2 separate regions of the Mus musculus genome follow, and region 1 is linked to region 2. Evidence: chromatin contacts called from public HiChIP or PLAC-seq data. All regions are on one chromosome and are shown on one strand. Each heading gives the region's core, a stretch centred on a gene start, on an enhancer-like site or on the middle of the called end of the contact. The rest is flanking DNA. Distances are from core to core; before and after follow the strand shown. Region 1 has its middle 11 kb from the start of Gm28729. Region 2 has its middle 20 kb from the start of Gm39409.

The links. HiChIP or PLAC-seq counts read pairs in DNA pulled down with a chosen protein or histone mark.
Region 1: an H3K27ac HiChIP or PLAC-seq map of microglia shows a contact between it and region 2, with 6 times the contacts expected there. The contact joins two enhancer-like sites. A contact is called at or near these places in 3 of 484 Hi-C or Micro-C datasets (cerebral cortex and uterus), 2 of 115 datasets of contacts at active chromatin or transcription factors (embryonic stem cells and microglia) and 3 of 9 other capture datasets (adipose tissue, embryonic stem cells and pancreatic islet).

What each region holds. Positions count from the first base shown.
Region 1 is chr9:96,534,300-96,538,636 of GRCm38.p6, forward strand. It overlaps the pseudogene Gm8495. Among named protein-coding and RNA genes, the nearest start is that of Gm28729, 11 kb to the left of the region's middle. Within about 2 kb of position 2,687, at least 211 of the 459 cell types and tissues checked have an H3K27ac peak or open chromatin away from gene starts, as enhancers often do. A contact at or near this core is called in microglia and uterus, where this site is marked.
Region 2 is chr9:96,414,446-96,418,476 of GRCm38.p6, forward strand. No RefSeq gene overlaps it. Among named protein-coding and RNA genes, the nearest start is that of Gm39409, 20 kb to the left of the region's middle. Within about 2 kb of position 2,071, at least 115 of the 459 cell types and tissues checked have an H3K27ac peak or open chromatin away from gene starts, as enhancers often do. A contact at or near this core is called in microglia and uterus, where this site is marked.

The sequences.
Region 1 (4,337 bases), core at 1,437-3,936, 120 kb after region 2:
GGGTAGTTAAGCCTGGTGGCTAAGACTGAGCTAGAGAAAGAAGGAGCCAGAGGACTACTCTGTTCAGGTGGTCTGGGAGGGTGTTCACAGGCTGGTGGATTCTCGGAGCTCAGGGAAGGCCCTGGTAGTGAATAAAGTGTTGTCAACAAGTGGATTCTGACTGAGGGCCTGGGCACAAGTGTGCATGGTCAGCAAGCCCATCAAGAAGGGAGCTGAGTGGAATGTAGGGAAACTTGTGTGAGGGCTGCTTCCCAGTTTGCAGCCCGAGGCCAAGGATGACAGCCTCGTTGTGGCATAGTGCCCTGTTCTGGAACTCATAGCAGGGCTCACCTTAGAGACCAAGGCCCAGAGCTGTCACCTGGGGTTCTGGCCTGTGCCCAGGGTACAGATGACTGGTGTGCCCAGGGTACAGATGACTGGTGTGCCCAGGGTACAGATGACTGGTGTGCCCAGGTACAGATGACTGGTGTGCCCAGGGTACAGATGACTGGTGTGCCCAGGTACAGATGACTGGTGTGCCCAGGTACAGATGACTGGTGTGCCCAGGTACAGATGACTGGTGTGCTCAGGTACAGATGACTGGTGTGCCCAGGGTACAGATGACTGGTGTGCTCAGATACAGATGACTGGTGTGCCCAGGGTACAGATGACTGGTGTGCTCAGATACAGATGACTGGTGTGCCCAGGTACAGATGACTGGTGTGCCCAGGGTACAGATGACTGGTGTGCTCAGGTACAGATGACTGGTGTGCCCAGGGTACAGATGACTGGTGTGCCCAGGTACAGATGACTGGTGTGCCCAGGGTACAGATGACTGGTGTGCCCAGGTACAGATGACTGGTGTGCCCAGGGTACAGATGACTGGTGTGCTCAGGTACAGATGACTGGTGTGCCCAGGTACAGATGACTGGTGTGCCCAGGTACAGATGACTGGTGTGCTCAGGTACAGATGACTGGTGTGCCCAGGGTACAGATGACTGGTGTGCCCAGGGTACAGATGACTGGTGTGCCCAGGGTACAGATGACTGGTGTGCCCAGGGTACAGATGACTGGTGTGCCCAGGGTACAGATGACTGGTGTGCCCAGGGTACAGATGACTGGTGTGCCCAGGGTACAGATGACTGGTGTGCCCAGGGTACAGATGACTGGTGTGCTCAGGTACAGATGACTGACTGGTGTGGTTATCCTCCACACTTCCCATTGGGCCCACTCAAACCTCAGAGGAACACTTCTGGGGCGTGTCATGTCTGATGGTGGCTTTGAGCTGGGCTGTGGGTAAGACTCCTGCGAAGGCTGACCCAGGAACTGCTTTCCCTTAGGGAAAAGCACCTCCCTCTGAGGACGGAGGCACTCACTAGGTGCCATGCGGTTCTCAAGTCTCACACTTGGGCTTCTGCTGTGCAGTTTGCCCAGCATGGAACTTGCCTTTTCTCTAAGGTTTTTGGCATCTTTGTTAACAATCATAGGGTTATAATTGCATGCGTTTACCTTTGAGCCCTCTGTCGCATTGGTGTACACTTGTGCTTTGTGCCAAGCTCCACGCTGGCTTGGAGCCCCAGGCTCCGTCCTACAGCTCAGTTGTAGACAGGGAAATGGGGCGCTGTTTCTGCAGTCCTGCTTCTCCTAGCTTCACACTGCTTTGGCTATTTGGAAACTTCCGTTTACACTTTGGGTTTTTTTTTTTTTTTTTTCTACTTCTGGAAAGAATCTCATTGAAATTCTGAGTATGTGAATTACTTTCAGTAATATGTTCATTTATACAACAGCAATTCTGATCCATGACTATTGGGAGGTTTTTGTTTAGTTTTTTAAATTTTCTAATGTCTTCATCTGACTTAATTTTTTCTTATTGATTTTCCCTTCAGTCCATCTTATTGCTCTGGCCAATGGTGTTTTAAGCACCATTTCTGAAGCAAAAGTAGAAAGCAGACATGTTTACCTCACCCCGATTTCCCCACTTAGTGCATAGCTAGCTATCAGTCTGTTGCATATAGCTGTTCCTCCCCCTCCTCCTCCTCCTCCTTCCTCTTCCTTTCCTTTTTTTTTTTTTTTTTTTTTTTTTTTTTTTTGAGACAGGATTTCTCTGTATAGCCCTGGCTGTCCTGGAACTCACTCTATAGACCAGGCTGGCCTCGAACTCAGAAATCTACCTGCCTCTGCCTCTCAAGTGCTGGGATTAAAGGCGTGCGCCACCACTGTCTGGCTATGATGCAACATTTTAAGGCATGAGCTTTTTAGTCACTGATAGCTTAAAGCTGCTCCTCAAAATGGCAGTGCCGAGGCCAATGTCTGAGATAGGATTTTGGCTGGGTTGAGGCTTAAAGGTGGGTTTCTGCTAACGAGGAACCTCTCTTAATCTTGCCCCCAAAGGTCAACTACCCTGGGTAAGGGACCTAGTTCCCTGTCAACATGAACAGTCTGTATCAGCCCAAGGACCACTCTGTTGACTGGCATATAAAAACCTCTTGCTCTGCCACCATTTTGCTTCTTTGGTTCCCAATGAACCTTTCTTTCTCCCCAGATAGTCCAGTTCAGTGGTTTTACTGCACCTTACATTTGGTGCTGAAACTCTGGATGGAACTAAAACAGTAACCAATGATGTAACTTCAGAGGAAGGGGACAGTGGAGCCTGGCTGCCTGGCAGCAGCGGCAGCAGTGCTGGGGCCTAGACGCGGGGGCGTGGGGAAGCATGGGAGGAGCGTTTGCTGCGGCCCGCCCGGGATGGTCCAAGTCCGGCCTGGCGGGGTCGAGCGGGAGCTGAGGAAAGCACGCGGGCCGGGTCTGCGGGCCAGGTGGCCGGGGGCTGAGGTAGAAGTGGGCACGGAGGAAAGGGCTGGGCGAGGCGGTGGGACGAGCACCCTTTGGTGGCGGCCGCGGCCCCAGGGACGGGTGCGTGGGCGCCCAGCAGCCCAGACTCCTCCCGCATGGGAGTTGCTCTAGATCATAAACCAGCCTTTGAAAAAGGAGAAACCAGAATGGAAAACCGACTATCCTCTAACAGATGGACAACTGTGCAGCAAGAGGGATGAATTCCGGGACACTGCACCAGCTTTTGAAGGCCGGAAAGGAGATCTGGGATGCTTTGAAGGCCACTGCACAGGCTTTTGAAAGCAATGATCATGAATTGGCACAGGCAATCATTGATGGTGCAAACATAACACTACCACACAGTGCCCTGACAGAGTGCTACGATGAGCTGGGCAACCGGTACCCGCTGCCAGTCTATTGCCTGGCACCACCAATCAGCACGGTGGAGGAAGAGAGTGACATGGAGACTCTGGATGTTCCCGAGCCACCTCCCAATTCTGGACACGCATCAGCTCCATCTGAGGCTCTGCCCAGGCAAAGACCTCAAGCTTGTGGTCCGCACACAGACACAGTGTTTCACATGACGGGGCACTTACCTGCCGGAGAGTGTGGTGCCAGGCAACCAGCGGTGGTTCTTCTCTGGCAGGTCTCTCACTGATAGGAGGAAGCCGGAGGAGCTGAAGATCCCTAAGGACTGCGGTGCAGGTTATGTGAGCCAGCCTGTGCAAACCCCACCACCAGTGGAGAACTGAGCTGGGCTAGTCTTCTTCCAAGATCCCTTGGCTCCTTTTTATTGTTACCATTCCCCACTCTAAGGCGTGAAATTTATTTTCACTGCTCTGAATTCCCTATGAATGGATTTAGTTCTGAGGAATTACCAGTGAAAAAAATCCCATCTGTGATGGAGACCAACAAAAATAAGAAAACACACCGAGCCAAAAAAAAGAAAAAAAAAAAGATGGAACTTCAGGTGAAGATGCATATGAAAATTAAGATGAAAGTAATGGTTGGTTATTTAAGAATATCAAATCACCCAAAAGACTCACTGCGAGGAAAGCTTGCAGAGGAGCTTAGTAGCAGGCATGGACGTGGAGTAGAAAGGAACCATAATGGTTTTAGGCATTGTTTATTCTGAATCATGGGAGTTAGAAAGGGAAATTCAAATTATGGCCCCTGCCCTTTAAAGAACGGCATGCTTACTCAGGGTACAGGGCTGGACATGGTGGTGCAGGCTCTCAACACAGCACTAGGAGTGCAGGAGGAGAATCGGGAGTTCAAGGCCAACCTTGAGAATTAAAACAACAAACAAAACAAAAAACGGAAACCACTCACCCACCAATCCCTGCCCTGCTAATAAACTGTCAGAAAGAATACTGGTATTTATTACAAGTTTTAGTCCACATGAAAAAGGTTCAGACCCCCCCAACTCTTTGTTAACGTTAAACTCTTATGGGGCCACGGGGCTGTTGTTAATTTAGGGGTGCTCAGGAATGCTGAGGCACACAGGGGACAATCTGTTTCTCACGTGG
Region 2 (4,031 bases), core at 821-3,320:
TATAGTATTCATATATAAAATCCTCAAATTATTAAAACTGGGAAGAGGAACTGTGAGAAGATAAATTAATGTTTTGTTTTGTTGGTTTTTGTTGTTGTTGTTGTTGTTGTTTTTAATGCAGTAAAGCTGTGATTGGCTGTGCAGACCTTTAATAGCAGCACTTGGAAAAAGGAAACAGGTGGCTCAGGTATTCCAGGCTAGTTCTGATTTCACGAAACCCTGTCTCAAACAACAAAAACAAAAACCAGAGGCTGAGGCTATCGCTCGGTTACGCTAGTGTCTTCCTAGGCTGCCCAAAGCCCTGAGTTCAATTCCCGACACTGAGTAAAGGATACACAGTGGCACACCAGTACTTGGGAGCTGGAAACAGAAGAATTGGAAGTCCAGGAACAAGGACTGAGAATGCAGCTGAGTTTACGGCGGGAGTTCTTTCCAGCGATGGAGAAGCTAGGCACAGTGGTGGAAGCCTGTAATACAAACACTTGCAAAGATGGGTAGGTTGGACGTTCAAGGTCATTCTCAGCTCTATAGTGATTCCCAGGCCAGCCTGGGATGGATTAAACTCAACACAGTTCAAGATTATTCACACTGGATAGCAAGTACACGGGACCTTGTCTCAAAACAAGCATTTATTTGCTCTTAGCCCAATAAGTCTGATCTGTAGAAGATGTGTTGTTGTCGTTGTTGTTATTTTGTTTGTTTAGACATGGTCTCAGCCCAAGAAACAGGTGTCTAATTTTCTGTGAATCAGGCGAGAACCTTATAATCCTCTTCCTGCTTCCACCTCCTAAGTTATCATGTCCCACCGTGACCAGATTAGGTGGTCCTGGGGGTTGAGCCCAGAGCCTTGAGCATGCCAGGCAGGCACCCTATAAGCTGAGCCCCGCCCCTTCCTCCATGGAAGATATTTTAAGAAAGATGCACAGACTTAGGGTGCCCAAGCCCTGTCAGAAAGACTTGGCTTTATTTTAGCTCTTTCTCAGTCTTGGGGCAGGTAGCAAACTTCTGTAGCATTGCACTCTTCCTCTGTGAAAATGCTGGCAGCAGGTCTTTGCAGTGTGGCTGGAAGCATGGAGGTGGTGTCCTCAAAAGCTCCGAGTCCCTGCCTACCATGAAGCGTGTGCTCTTAGACCAAGTGTCACACCTACCATGAAGCATGCGCTCTTAGACGGGCTCTGCCCAAAGCATTGGCAGTAGGAGAGGTCAGTCGCACCAACCAGACAACTTCCTTTAGGAAAAAAAAAAGAAAGAAAGAAACCATGCCAGTGGATTTGCCGTTAAAATAGCCAGAAGCTGGGGGGCATGGGGGTGGCGTAATGGCACAGCAGGTAAAGGTGCTTGCTGCCAAACATGGTGACCAGAGTTCAATCCCCAGAAGGAAAGAAACTGCTCTCAAAGGATCACCTCTGAACTCTGCATGTGCCCACTCACATGCACAGATGAATGGATAACTACATCACACACATACACACACACACACACACACACACACACACACACACACTACCATAACACTGAGAAACTGCATGCAAGGACTGGCTTCCCACAGGGCACAGTGCCAGAACTGGATTAACGTCCTCTGCATTTGCACTGAACTTGAATCTTACTTGATCTATGTATGAAGGGCTTTTTTTTTTCTCTAAGTGTGACCCATGCAACATTTCACACACACAGAAAAGCCTCATTCATTGTTTCCTTGCTACTCTACTTTAGCTGGTCGCCCTGCGGTTTTTTTGTTTGAAGCTTAGCAGACCCAGGAACCACACCTGCCTTGGGTGTGCCTGGAATGCAGCTTACACCACGGCCCTGGGGCTCTGCACACTTTGCACTCCTAGTGGATGAGCCACTGACATCTTCCTTGTATTTTTGGCTCCTGGCTTTCTCCCCCCTTGCTTTCTTCACCCCAACTGCTTTTCTTGCTACGTGTAGGGACTAGCAGCAGGAAAGGACTAGACAGCTGGCAAGGCAGAGGGGCAGGCCAGTTTAAAAATATACAACTGTCAGCTGGCCACATGCACCTCACCCAAGACCTCTGGGAAATGCTGACTGTCTTCTGTGGTCACCAACTATCCCCAACCTCTACCCTTCTGTTGAAGGGCTCTTGTTTTTGCTGTGTGTCTCATGAGAACAGAAAGAGAGAGCTAAGAACTTCTGCTTTGGAATAAGATTTCAAAAGTAAGCCGTGGCTTCTGTGACCTCATAGGGATATGTTAGGCTGTTGTGCCTAGCTATCCTTCAAATAGAGATACAGTCATGACTGCTATACAGAAATTGAAGTGAACATATACTAAAGGCTTGGCTTAACTCAATATAGAAGCCAATTGTAGAGTGCTACAATAACCTCGAAAATGTAAAAGTAAACAATCATGAAAAACAATGATGAAATGCATGAGTAAATTGACCTGAAATTGGCTTGGTGATGTCTTGAGGTCAAACTGTGTTTCTCAAAATCCCAGGGTTGACGTTGCAATCCTAGGTACTTCAGAAATGGCTGCACTTGAAGCTAGAATCTCGAAGAGGTAATTAAGTAATGTCAGTACAGTGAGGCCTAACCCAACGTAAGCGAGGAGATTAGGCTGCACAGAACAAGAAGATCCTGAGCAGACACAGGGAGAAGACCAAGCAAGGAGCCAGGCCTCAGAAGCCAGCCCTAATCTCAGATGTCAAGTCTCTCAAGCCAGGCTCATTCCTAGGGCCTTGCTAAGGCGTCTATGGTTTGTTTAAAGATTTTTTTTGTGCGTGTCTGTTCTCTCTCTCTCCCTCGCTCTCTCTCTCTCTCTGTCTCACTGGTGTTGCAGGGATCTGAACTCGATTTCTGAATGAACCATAAGCCCTCTTAACTGCTGAGTCATCTCTCCACCTTTTGTTTTTGAGATCAGGTCTCATGTAGCTCAGACTAGCCTCAAACTCCCTACAAAGTTGAGAAGGACCTCCAACTCTTGTTCTTTCTGCTTTCACTTCCCAGGAGCTGGGATTAGAAACCATCCTAGTTAGCTTTAACTGACAACTTGATACAGCCTAAAGTTGTCTGACAGGAAAGCCAGGATGGGTGAATTGTCTTTATCAGTTGGTAGGCATATGTATGAGGAATTGTCTTGATTGACATTAGATGTAAGAGGGCCTAGTCCACTGTGAGCAGAACTATTCCCTGGGCTAGCTGACCATGAGCCTGAGAAAGTCAGCAAGTAAAATCCCTTCATGGTTTCTATTCCTGTCTAGAGCGCCTGCTCTGACTTCTGTCTGTGATGGGTTGTGCCTGGAAGGGTGAGATGAAATAACCTTTTCCTCTCTTAAGTTGCTCTTGGTCAGATTCTTTTTTAAATCACAGCAACAGAATGAAACTAGGACTCGGGCATGTACCACCATGCCTGCCTCCTAATTTCTGTTGTTTAAGCAACCCAGTCTGTGAAAGCCCAGGCTGACCAACACAGAGGCGGGTTTTCGATGAGACTCACTTGTGTTTCTATTGGCTGTAGAACATCACCCAAAGAACCAGATATCCCAGTCAGGTTAATAATAAGAGTTCTCTCTCTCTCTCTCTCTCTCATGCTGGAAATTGAGCCCAGAGCCTCACCTATGCTAGGTAATCTATCACAAACTAAAGCACATCCCAATACAGGTTAATTTCTAACTAGAAGTAGAAAGCTACTGTGTGGATCAACTCCAGCTACACTGCCTTGTTCTGTAAAGTTTTACTGGAACCCAGCCATACTCAGTCCTTCAAACATCGCTCATGGCCATTTCATGCTACAGAAATAGAGATAAGAACTTGTCATTTAAAAAGTCTCAGATATTTACTATCTGGTCTTGTGAGTGTGAGTGTGTCCGTGTGTCCGTGTGTCCGCGCGCGCGCGTGTGTGTGTGTGTGTGTGTGTGTGTGTGTGTATTTATGTGTGAGTGTGTGTATGTGTAAATGTGTCAGTATATGTGTATATGTGTGAGCGTGTATGTGTGTGAGTGTGTGTGTGTGTGTTTATGTGTGTGTATTTATGTGTGAGTGTGTGTATGTGTAAATGTGTCAGTATATGTGT